Linked DNA regions of Columba livia: region 1 is linked to region 2. The links are chromatin contacts, called in public Hi-C maps. All regions are on one chromosome and are shown on one strand. Each heading gives the region's core, a stretch centred on a gene start, on an enhancer-like site or on the middle of the called end of the contact. The rest is flanking DNA. Distances are from core to core; before and after follow the strand shown. Region 1 overlaps GARRE1 (granule associated Rac and RHOG effector 1). Region 2 holds the start of LOC102084381 (transcription initiation factor TFIID subunit 4).

Region 1 (5,167 bases), core at 2,043-4,542, 41 kb after region 2:
ACAGGAACCAGTACAACTCCCATGGAACAGCACAGTAACGGAGGGGAAATGCAGGGACAGGGAAAGGTGCAATCTGCCTGTATCTCCAGACTCCAAGACTGGTAAAGAGCAGGAAAGATCATTTTGGGGAGAGGTAAATTACTTAAGTTCAGGACTTAATGATGGTTTTAAACAATTTTACGAATTAACAAGAGGAGCAACCTCATCTCCAAGTATCTGGTTTAGTATTTTGATGTGGTCCATATCAGACCTCCAACAACTGGGACAAGAAACAAGGAATTTGTTCGCATTCTCATTTATTAATGAAAGTTGCTTATACTTCAGTTCACCTTCTGTTAAAAAGAAGCATACATATAAATACCTGTTTGCCTTTGTAAGCACCCCAGCATCTGGTAGACAGCACTAGGAAATGAGTGTTATTGCTAGCAATATTTAACAGTATTCTTTGCAAGAGGACCCTTAGGAAAAACATAATAAAGGAAAAGATACACACCTGCAGGGTCAAAAGGCAGGATTTCTCCCAACATCCCAAACACTCCATCAGTTTGGTCACGATTTGGCCATGTGTTGTTTCTAGGTCCTTGTGGTTTCTGTCCCAACATCTCTGACATCATATTGTCCATATAGCTGCTCACGAGACCCAAGCTGTACAAATCAGAGCTTAAATCTGAAAAACCAGGATTGTTCCACTGGTTTATATGAGACAATCCAGCTCCAACAGCTTGGGCTGGCTGCTGCGAAGAATTAGTCAGCCACTTGGCAGGTACGCGTTGCTGTGGTCCAATAGGTTGAAGCAAGTGCTGGTAATACTGCACTTGCTGCTGCTGCTTTTGTGACTGTTGTTGCTGTGACAAGCCTTGCTGAGAAGGATGCAGTGGGGTGTGAGACACAGACTGCGGCTGCTGTTGTACTGTTCCTGATTTTTGTTCTGCTGCTGTAGAGGATGCAACAGAGTTCCTTCTTTTCACCATTGGAGAAGTCTGCTGGGATTTGCCCATGTTAAAACCAGACAAGAAATCTATAACATCCTGCATTTCTTGGTCAGTTGGCAAATTCATACCTTTGTCGTCCTTGCCATCATCTGGTTTGAAGAAGTTGTCCCATCTTTCAACTAGAAATCCATTCACCAGCTGATTATTTGTGCTCTGAATTGACTGCAGTGGATCTGTGGTCCTAGGAAAACTGCCAATGTTCAAAATGCTTTGTAACCGTGCATCTATGTTAGTGGGCATTTTAGCTTTCTCCTCTGAGTTGGAACTTATGAAGACATTTTTGGAAGGTGTATTGGGGATTGAATAACTTCCAGTATTACTTGTACTGGTACAGGAAGTTTTTTTTGTAAACCTTGAAGTCAGTTTTGAGAACGTTTTTTGCAGACCACCCGAAGATTTGCTTCCATTTCCAGATGGCATGTCAACTTGATTCCCAAAGTCTGAGATTTCACGCTGTAACTGGATCTGAATACAAGGCAAAGCTTGCTCCCTGCATCAACAAAAACACGTATATCAAACCACATAATACATAACTGAGGCTGCACTTCGGAGGAGAATGTGTATTTGGGTAATAGGTAGCAGACAAAACAGAACCAAAGATTGCAAACTTCACCAGCTACTTCTTATGGTAACAATGCAAATTATTACTAGTATTTGCAATAGCATTAACTACTTCCCGTTCCATAAGAAATTTTAGTTGTGCTTCAAGACCTAAATGGAGACCAATTTAATATACATCAAATATTTTTGTAAGAGAGAAACAAATACTTTTGTACACTTGGATAAGCTTCTGGTTTGTTTTTAAAAAGACTGCTGTATCTCTATATGTCCCCACAAGGTACCGATGTAGATGACCAATTTCTTGTTCGCAGTTTGCCTACTGTTTTCCCCTGCTGAGGAACTGGTACTATCAAATTCCTCAATACAGACCTTTCAACAACGATGGCTTTGTTTAACCTAGGAAAGTAGGGCATGAGGCTCAATAGGAGATGTACCTTCCTTCCTTCCACCTGTGTATGTCAAACACGGCGGTATAGAGCACATCTACTAATCCCAAAGTCTTCTCAGGATCCAGACTCCTCTGTAGCAAAGACATTGTTGCTGGATCTTCCTTCAGACACCTGTAATTATGAATTTTAACTTAAAAAAATATATACATATATATTTTTTACATTAAACAATTTTACCATACTAGTCAGATAAGAAAAGGCCAATTGCTGCACTGTTTCTGCTCCTACAGAGGTGCAACTAATCAAGGCAGTACAATGTACAAATGCCTGAGGGTTCCTAAAGACTACACCTGCAGCCCCAGTTTCTTTCTACTGTTGAATGTACAGCTTATCTAAACTGTAAAATTAGGACTTATATAATGTATTTTAAAATCATGATTAACAATTAGCTCTTTAGCTGAGCAGGCATAAAACAGGCACAGAGAAATGAAATAGGAAATGCATGAAGCCCATTTCTGGAAAACAGCAAGAGCCCTCAACAAACCCGACAAACACCAGCGTTTTCTCTGACCCCAGCCTGACAGACTGCACATGGAAAATGGTTCAGCATATCCAGCAGTCTGCGGAGATTTTACTGAGCTGTGAAGATGCAGGATTAGTGAGTTTTCCTCATTAATGGCGCAAAATCAGGGCTGAATTTGAGGTGAAAGCAGAATAACTGAAACCTAAATATTAGCACATATTTAAGTACTTAATGAGCCCATCCCGCAGCGGCGAGTGAAGAGGCACTGTCGCGGCGTGGCAGCAGGAGGAGCTCTTCCAGAGCACACAGAGCCTGGCTCAAAGCACTCTGCCTTCCTTTAGTTCTTTCATAATAGAGCAATTTACGGAAAGGGAACAGAGAAGTGCTGGTTCACACTCTGTAGAGGAATGAAAGCTGTATTGGGGTAAGCAGACTGTATGTGTGGACTCGTACTTCTGGACACAGCACTGGTACCATTAGTGACAGGGTATCTCACTGAGGGATCAGATGAATGAGCTGTGTTGTACTGGAATTTGTAGCAATGAGTAGTCCAAAGTGAGGGAGAAAGGCAGTGTTCCAATTCCACATCATTGTTTCAAAAGGGAAGAAATCCTCACCTAAAAGTGCAGGTTAATCCTAACATTCTTCCCTAGGCAGTCAACTAAACTGGTAGGAATAGCATCTCAGACCAGAGTTCTGCAGTTTAAGGCAGCGCCTAAAGAACAGCTCTCGTACTAATCTCGATCTAATTCCTGGCCTTCCTGAGATAACAGCTGTGAGGACCCGCCAGGGAGGAGCAACACAAATCCTGTTGGATTTCAAAACAAACCCCACACAACTTCTCTTTTGTCGTCAAGCTTTTACTCTTTCTTTAAAGTTGGTTTTAGTGGCGCAGCACTGCCTGTCCCGCATTGCCTCCACCAGAGGCAGCACCAGGACACACACAGCCAAGTACGCCTGTCAGGAACAATGGCATTCCAACAGTTCCACACCACGGAACTTAAGGAAGATATGCCATAATTGTGCAGATTCTCTCTTTCATTTGTACTGCAATATTTTCCCCCTATATATTCCAGTCATAACTATTAGTATAATCTCCAATACAGTGTATTTATTTACCAAGTTGATGGAACTTGCACCACAATTCTGGATCCTTCTAAACTTATCTGAGGAGCATAGGCTTCTTTATTTTCAATCTGTGCTGTGTCCACAACCACCTAGCAAATAAAATGAAAATGAAAGGGAAATTATTTTAAGTATTAGTTCTAGTTATTTTGTCAGTCCTGTAGTTACATTGCAAGAGTCCCACCTCTCCGCCAAGCTGCAGGTGCAAAAAATAACCAGATAAAACAAGTGAACTCACAAAATTATTATAAAGTTGATTTCTATTTTAATATCTTAAAAAAAAAATAAATAGTTTGATACAGTGACTTATACTTCAAGGACTTAATTCTTCTCAGCTACTTACTGGAGCTATGCATCGCTATGTAGGTACCAACTGCTTTACCTAACAGCTGGTAGTTATCAATGGCTTCTTATAACAGCCCTTAACATTTGAGAGGTTTGGCACTATTGCTACTTTATTAGCTCCCAAACACCTATTTATCAAATGTTTTAAATAATTTAACTGCAGTGCATGGTATGATATAATTAAGTAGTATTTAGTCTAAAACTCTTCGCATAGCTCACAATTCTTAATACACACCCCCCTCCTTTTAAGGTTATAAAATCCCACACAACATTTCTCTATTCTACCTAATGGAACTGTACTATTATTCGTTCCCTATTATATAAAGAGAAGAATAGCGACTGTTCAATTTGTTGAATTCTGAGCCTTCTGTAAGACACCATGAAGATATATGGGAAGACTAAAGTCTTAAAAATTAACCTTCTATCATGAACCTTTCTTTTTATGGAATTGAGGAGGGATGGATTCGCTTTAGCTTCATTCAAAATTTAATACCAGTGATAGTAAGTTCCATATTTGGTTCGTGCTTTCTGTTGTTGTCCAGTCTGCATGGGTTGGCCTTTTTGATCATTTCCATAATTTCCTATTTTGGTCATGCTGAACCAGCAGCTTTTTGGCAGCAGTCAGCAGTTCCTGCTTCAGTGACTAGCAGATTAGCTGTACCATCTATCCTTCAAATGGCAAAAGTCCTCGGGTATGAATAAGCCTCAGGGGAGATTACTGGCTTTTTTTTCAATCATCCTACACTGGTTCTACTTCTGACTGGCTGTCTGCTACTGGTTATGAAGAAATGCGAAATAAGAATAATGCTGAGAGTCTTTCTCCCTTTAACAAAACCATCCAGTAACACCAGAACACAATTATTTCCCACCTTTTAAATATTTTAGCATAAGGCTTTAGTCTTAGCATTTGCCTGAGTTTATTCAAGCTTATAAGACATGTCTGAGCACAGTGACAAAATGCCATGCTATTATCCTCTCATGAAAATACCTCTCATTTATTATCAGGACAAATCCATTACTTGTTCCCTTGTATTTGTAAGATTTTAATTTTATGTAATTTGGTAACTGCAATTCAGCTATATTGCAATTATAATTGGGATAAGGAGAAGTGAACTCAGGAGTGATTGTTCTCAACCCCCAAGAAAATACTGTCTGCATCTCTGACCTCTAAGGCAGAGGGAAAATCCCGATTTGTGCAGAGCTAGATCAGGTTCTGCTCGTGGTGCATGGCA
Region 2 (5,346 bases), core at 2,390-4,889:
CCAAAAAAAAAGCCAGAACACCTCAGCAAATGGACAGGGTTTGCAGCGTATCATGAGGATCAAGAAACCTGAACAGTATTATATCAAGCAAGTAACAGATTTCAAAAGTACTTTATACAAGAAAGTCAGTCTATCCATGTCTGACAGACCAATACAAATCCCAGACCGGGGATGAACACGTGAGCGAACAGCAGCACCAGTAAAAAGCCCTCACTCACGGAGCCTTAGGTGCTCCCAGCCAACTGCCACCGCCCAAAACACAAAGAAAAGGCACATTTCTGCCACTACAATCTAAATATTTGTGGAAATTGAGCTTTAAGGCAAAAAGGCAAGAGAGCTGTAACAAGGATCACATCTAAAAGCCTCTTACAAAACCCGGAGAGTTATTTTTAAGAGTTGAAATAAATAAATAAACCCTGTAAAATATTGCAATTCAGGTTCACCAGCCCTTCAAGCACCAAACCTCAGGGTTTATATTGGCAGAAAATTCTGTAAGCAGATGTTGTAGCCGATATATGCCACTTCTGAACCATCTGGACACACAAAAATTAGTACATTAACAACTGACCAAACAACTATCACTTCTCTGATTGCGAACCTTATATAAAAATCCTCATAGCACAATGCCTAGCATGCACTAAAAAATACATGCTCTATTTGCATTACACTGATTCACAGGTGTGTTGTTAACTTATCTTCCAATTTTCTAAATTCCAAATTAAAAAAAAAAAAAGGAAAAATAAATTACAACACACACCACACAATTTCAATAAATGTTGCAGACATAATTACCACTATAAATGCAAAAATGTTCGCGTATTAATGTTATGTTTTAATTCAATTTGGAGAAGTTTAGATTTATTTTACTGACCAATATGTACAAATTAGCATCTAGTTAAATTATGAGATTTGTTTTTCCTTACTGTCAGCCATGTAAAGACGAAGTATACAACTCAGGAGTATTATATGCTAAAATAACATACTACCAGAAACTGATTAAAACTTTTTGCTTTAGACAGAAGTTTATGATACAGGAGTTTCAAATCTTCACTAATTTAGAGAGTAAAAACTCAAAAAAAAGTGTTTGCTGAATACCTTTGACCTTAGAACATACTATCTTCATGTTTATGCAAATTTAATGGATTTCAAACTATCTTGTAATAAAATCCTAACTTTCCACAGTATTATTTCCATAACATTTTCTAAACCTTGGACCAGGTTGCTTTCAAGGGCTGTCTTCCTCTTCCACTTGAAAATTAAGTATTGACACAATAAACTTCAGAAACTGCATGCAAAGTTATGATACATATTAACATATGTGTATATTCATTATCAAACAGATTAATATCAGAAAATCAAGGCTAAAGGCACTAATACAATCCGAATAGTAATCTCTTAACTGTTTTAACTTAGGTCCTCATGAAACCACAGAACCTTATCCAGTCAGAGCATGAGAATTTGGAGCAGGAGTTTCATAAACTACAGCCAAAGACACAACTACTAGAAGCCCACTTAGAAACAAGCTTCTACACCATCACATATTTGCTTCACCTAGCTAATAAATATCAACTATTTTAAGCAGCATGGTGGAAGAAATAAGATATTTCAGAGTTCACAAATATCTCCACATATTATCATGCTATTAATAGAAAAAAAAAAAAAAAAACAGTCCAAATGGTATATCAGCTCCTAAATTAAGAAGGCACAAAGTGACCAACTTTTTTCAACGTGAAAATCCGTTAAGAAGTCCCTCCAAAATACTAGACGAAACAGTATACAATTAGAGGAGGTGTCACTAGGATGAAGGGAGGCTGTTTTGGTTAGTTAACAACCTTGCTGAACTTTTTAGTAATGAAAGATAAGAAACTAAAAGGAAAACAGATAGGATGCAACAGTTGCTTCAGAGTCAGAAGTAAAATCTGGCGATGTAAAGACTACAGAGATGCAGCAGAGAATGACACCTTCACACTGACCAACACGAAACAGCTTAAATTACACAAATTAGCCTGCTGCTTTGCCACCTCACAGCCTGAGACACCCTTGAAGGAAAACTTCTAAAGACTATTAAGAGTAAAGCAGAAAACAGAGTCCTTCAAAACAGATGTAAAAACATTCCAACAGCCCAACTTTTTATCTCACGCTCAACTGCTCACTACACCACCGCGCACACCTTACCTTGACTGCCGCTCTATCCCTAAGATAAAACAAGTAACTCATCAACCAACAGTCATAATTAGTTTGCATTAGCAACCGCCCGTCCCGCACCAATTACATCCTCATTACCGGCAGCCGGTTTGTCAGAAGCCGCCCTCACAGGTGGCTCTGCTTTTGTCTCCAGCACGTCGAGCAGCGGGAAGACGACAACTTTGGGAAAAAACAACAATCCCTCAGCCAAAAAGCAGAGGTTAGAAGGGGCGGCGAGCCTGTGGCCGTCGTGTTCGCACTTACCGGGCGGGATGGTGAAGCCGGGGGGCAGCTGGATGGTGGTCTGCTGGATGGCGGGCTGCTGCGGCGGCCTCACGATCAGCTGGGGGGCCACGATCCGGGGGGCAGCGCCCATCGCCGGCCTGGGCGACAGGGCCTGGGGGGCGGCGGGGGCGACGGGGAGGGCAGCGCCCGCCTTGGCGACGCCCGCGGCGGTGACCGCCGTCTTGGGCGCGGCTCCGGGGGCCGCCGGGGCGCAGTTGGCGACCGAACCCTGTCCCGGCGGGGCGGCCGCGTTGGGCGCGGGGCTGGCGGAGTTACTGAGTGCGTTTACTGCGGGGAGCGGGCCGGGCGCGGGCTTGGTCTGTGCTGTGGCGGCGTCGGCTCTGCCGTGGCTGCTGACTGGTGGGGCTGCCGCTGGCCGGCCCCCGGCGCCCTCCCCGTTGGGCGCCGCCTCGCCGGGGAGCGGCGCGGTCGTGGCGGCGGCGGCGCCCTCCGCCGCTCCCGCCGGCCCGGTGCCCCCCGCGGGGGTCTCGTTCCCCGCCGCGGCCTCGGCGCGCTGCGGCGGTGCGCTGTCAGCGGCGGGCGGGCTGCCGCCGGGGCTGGGGCTCCCCGCGTCCCGGACAGCGGCGCCGGCAGCCACATGGTTGTTGACAGGCTGGGCAGGGGCGCCGGCGGGCGGGGGGGCAGCGGGCTGCGGCGGGGCAGGGGCGGCGGGGCTGCTGCCGCCGCTGCTGAGGAGAGCCGGTCCATGTGATTGCTGCACACTACTACTGTTTACACTCACTCCCCTCCCTGCCGCCGCCGCTGCCGCCGCTGCTGCCGCCGGGGGGGACGGGGACGGGAGCGGCCCCTGGGCAGGGGCTCGGCTCTCCGCGGCTCCGGGGCACCCCGCCGCCTCCTCTACCCCGGGCGCAGGAGGGGGCGCGGGATGCCCTTGCTGCTGCCGGACCGGGCTGCTGCCCCCCGCTAGGCTCCCCTGGTGCTGCTGCTGCTGCGGCTGCTGCTGCTGGGACGGGGCGGAGGTCCTGGGCTGGGGCGCCTCGGCGGAGCCCCGGCCGCCGGCCAGCTGCGATTCCAAGGAGCCCACCAGGTCGCTGACCGCCTTCTCGTCCACCTCCTCGGAGAAGAGCAGCATCTCTTCCAGGGGGTCCGAGGCGCCCGCCGCCATCTTGCGCTGAGCTGGGAGCCGGCCGCGCAGCGCGCAGGCGCGCCGGCCTCTGGCGCGCGCGAGGCATTCTGGGAGGGGCCGGCTTCCTCCTCCCCGCCAGGGGGCGGGGCAGAGCAGAGCGCGGCGGCCGGCGGTCGGGCCGCCCCGGCCCGTTCGCGCTCTCCGCGGCCTGCTCAGACCCAGAGGTCCGGGAACGGCCCGGCAGCCAGACCGCGCTGGGCGAGGGACGGTTATGTGGAGGGCGGCAGGCGGCTCCCCGGCCGCCTCGGGAAGCCGAGAGGCGACAGCGTGTCCAGGCAGGTGCCTTGGCGGTGCAGGGGGTGTGTGACCCTGCCGTTGGCTCCTGGCAGGCAGGCTGAGGCGCGGAGAAGGCCTGCGGGCCTGGGACAGACGGCTGCGAGCTGGCACGGTGGGAACTCAGCTGTTGTGGTCATGTTGTGTTTCGGTAGCGAAGCTGCTGCAGCTGTGCTCTTCGCCTTCCCTCCGTACCATTTTTGCACGGTTACGGAGCACCCAGCTGCCTTACACACCAACTCCGTCAGAAGGAGGTGACTTCCAGTGCTGTTGACACCGTTGAAAATCCTAAGCTGCACGCAGAGTGCTTGCACTTGCATTTGCACTGCTGTGTCTGCTTTAGGCATTCATGTCCAAAGCTGCTGTTTTACCTGGACGAGAACGGTTGCAGCATGTGGACACTGCCACTTGTAAACCAAAAATAAGATTCGTGGTGTCATCACAGCAGCTGCTGGCATACTGTGTGCCTTCTGCATCCCCACAGGAAATTTGAGCTAGTTTTTTTTGTTACTAACACTTCTGCCATTGCACTCCTGCATGCTGTTTTCCCATGAGTGCTTGCCTCATACATTGAGAAATGCCATTTAAGAGAAAGACAGTGGTCCTAACCCATCACTTTTTTGACTAATGACAGGGCAGTTTCATTGATGCAACCTTTGGTATAAATAACTTTGCTCCTGTGAATCACCAGTGCCCACAGTTCATTGATACTGTTCTGGCACACAAGAGGTAACCATCGCGGATTTGTGAAGCTGTCAGCAGAAGGCACTTTGGGTTCCATCATGTGTGCTGGCCTGCGGCAGCGTGGATGTCTGCGAACTGGGATGTATCTGAGCTGCTGCTCTGTGGCCTGAAATGGTGACTCATTCTTCATGTTGTGATTTTCAGGGTTTTCCACAAAACTGAAAAAGCTGCACCTGTGAATAATCCACCCGCAATTGCACAACACACAGGTGGAAACAAGTGAAGGGCTCACAGTGCACACAACTTTTCTCCTATTCCCAGACTCAATCTGTTAAGTCATACCTTGTATGACTTGCTTAAGTCACAAGACTAAATTGCTAATAACTGGTTTGTTACCATCCGTTTTCTCTCAATGTAGGTTACATTTTTATTCAAGGTATTTTTTCCTAATTGTCTGTTTATACCTTTAGGAGCAGGTTTATGATGAATCAAAATAAACCACTTTTAAAATGCATTAAAATTAGGTTGCACCATTTTAATTAAGGTGTCTCCTGAAATAAAACGAGTGCATATTTCTTAAATAAAGCAGCCAGTAAAAGTACTGAAGGACCAAACACATGGTTAGGATGTATAAAGGGGAGGCTGTGCACTAGATGAATGTGAAAGCACAGCAATGCTTATGAAAAACAGTATTAAGTGTATGCAGGAGGTCTAGACATCAAAAACTTGCATAGCAAATGAGTACTGCTTTTATAGAGTGCTAGAGCTGAATT

Evidence for each region. A called contact is a pair of places that touch in the nucleus more often than the background predicts.
Region 1: a Hi-C map of liver shows a contact between it and region 2, with 1.8 times the contacts expected there. The contact joins the enhancer-like site here to the promoter of LOC102084381 in region 2. A contact is called at or near these places in 2 of 2 Hi-C or Micro-C datasets (crop and liver).

Annotation. Positions count from the first base shown.
Region 1 is chr13:16,393,044-16,398,210 of bColLiv1.pat.W.v2, forward strand. GARRE1 (granule associated Rac and RHOG effector 1) reads right to left here. Exons shown (of 14, transcript XM_065028424.1): 8 at 3,585-3,682; 9 at 1,988-2,113; 10 at 494-1,482. Among named protein-coding and RNA genes, the nearest start is that of SS18L2, 14 kb to the left of the region's middle. Within about 2 kb of position 3,293, at least 1 of the 3 cell types and tissues checked has an H3K27ac peak away from gene starts, as active enhancers do.
Region 2 is chr13:16,352,064-16,357,409 of bColLiv1.pat.W.v2, forward strand. It overlaps LOC102084381 (transcription initiation factor TFIID subunit 4), which reads right to left and starts at 3,640. Exons shown (of 15, transcript XM_065028441.1): 1 at 2,449-3,640. The coding sequence starts at 3,595.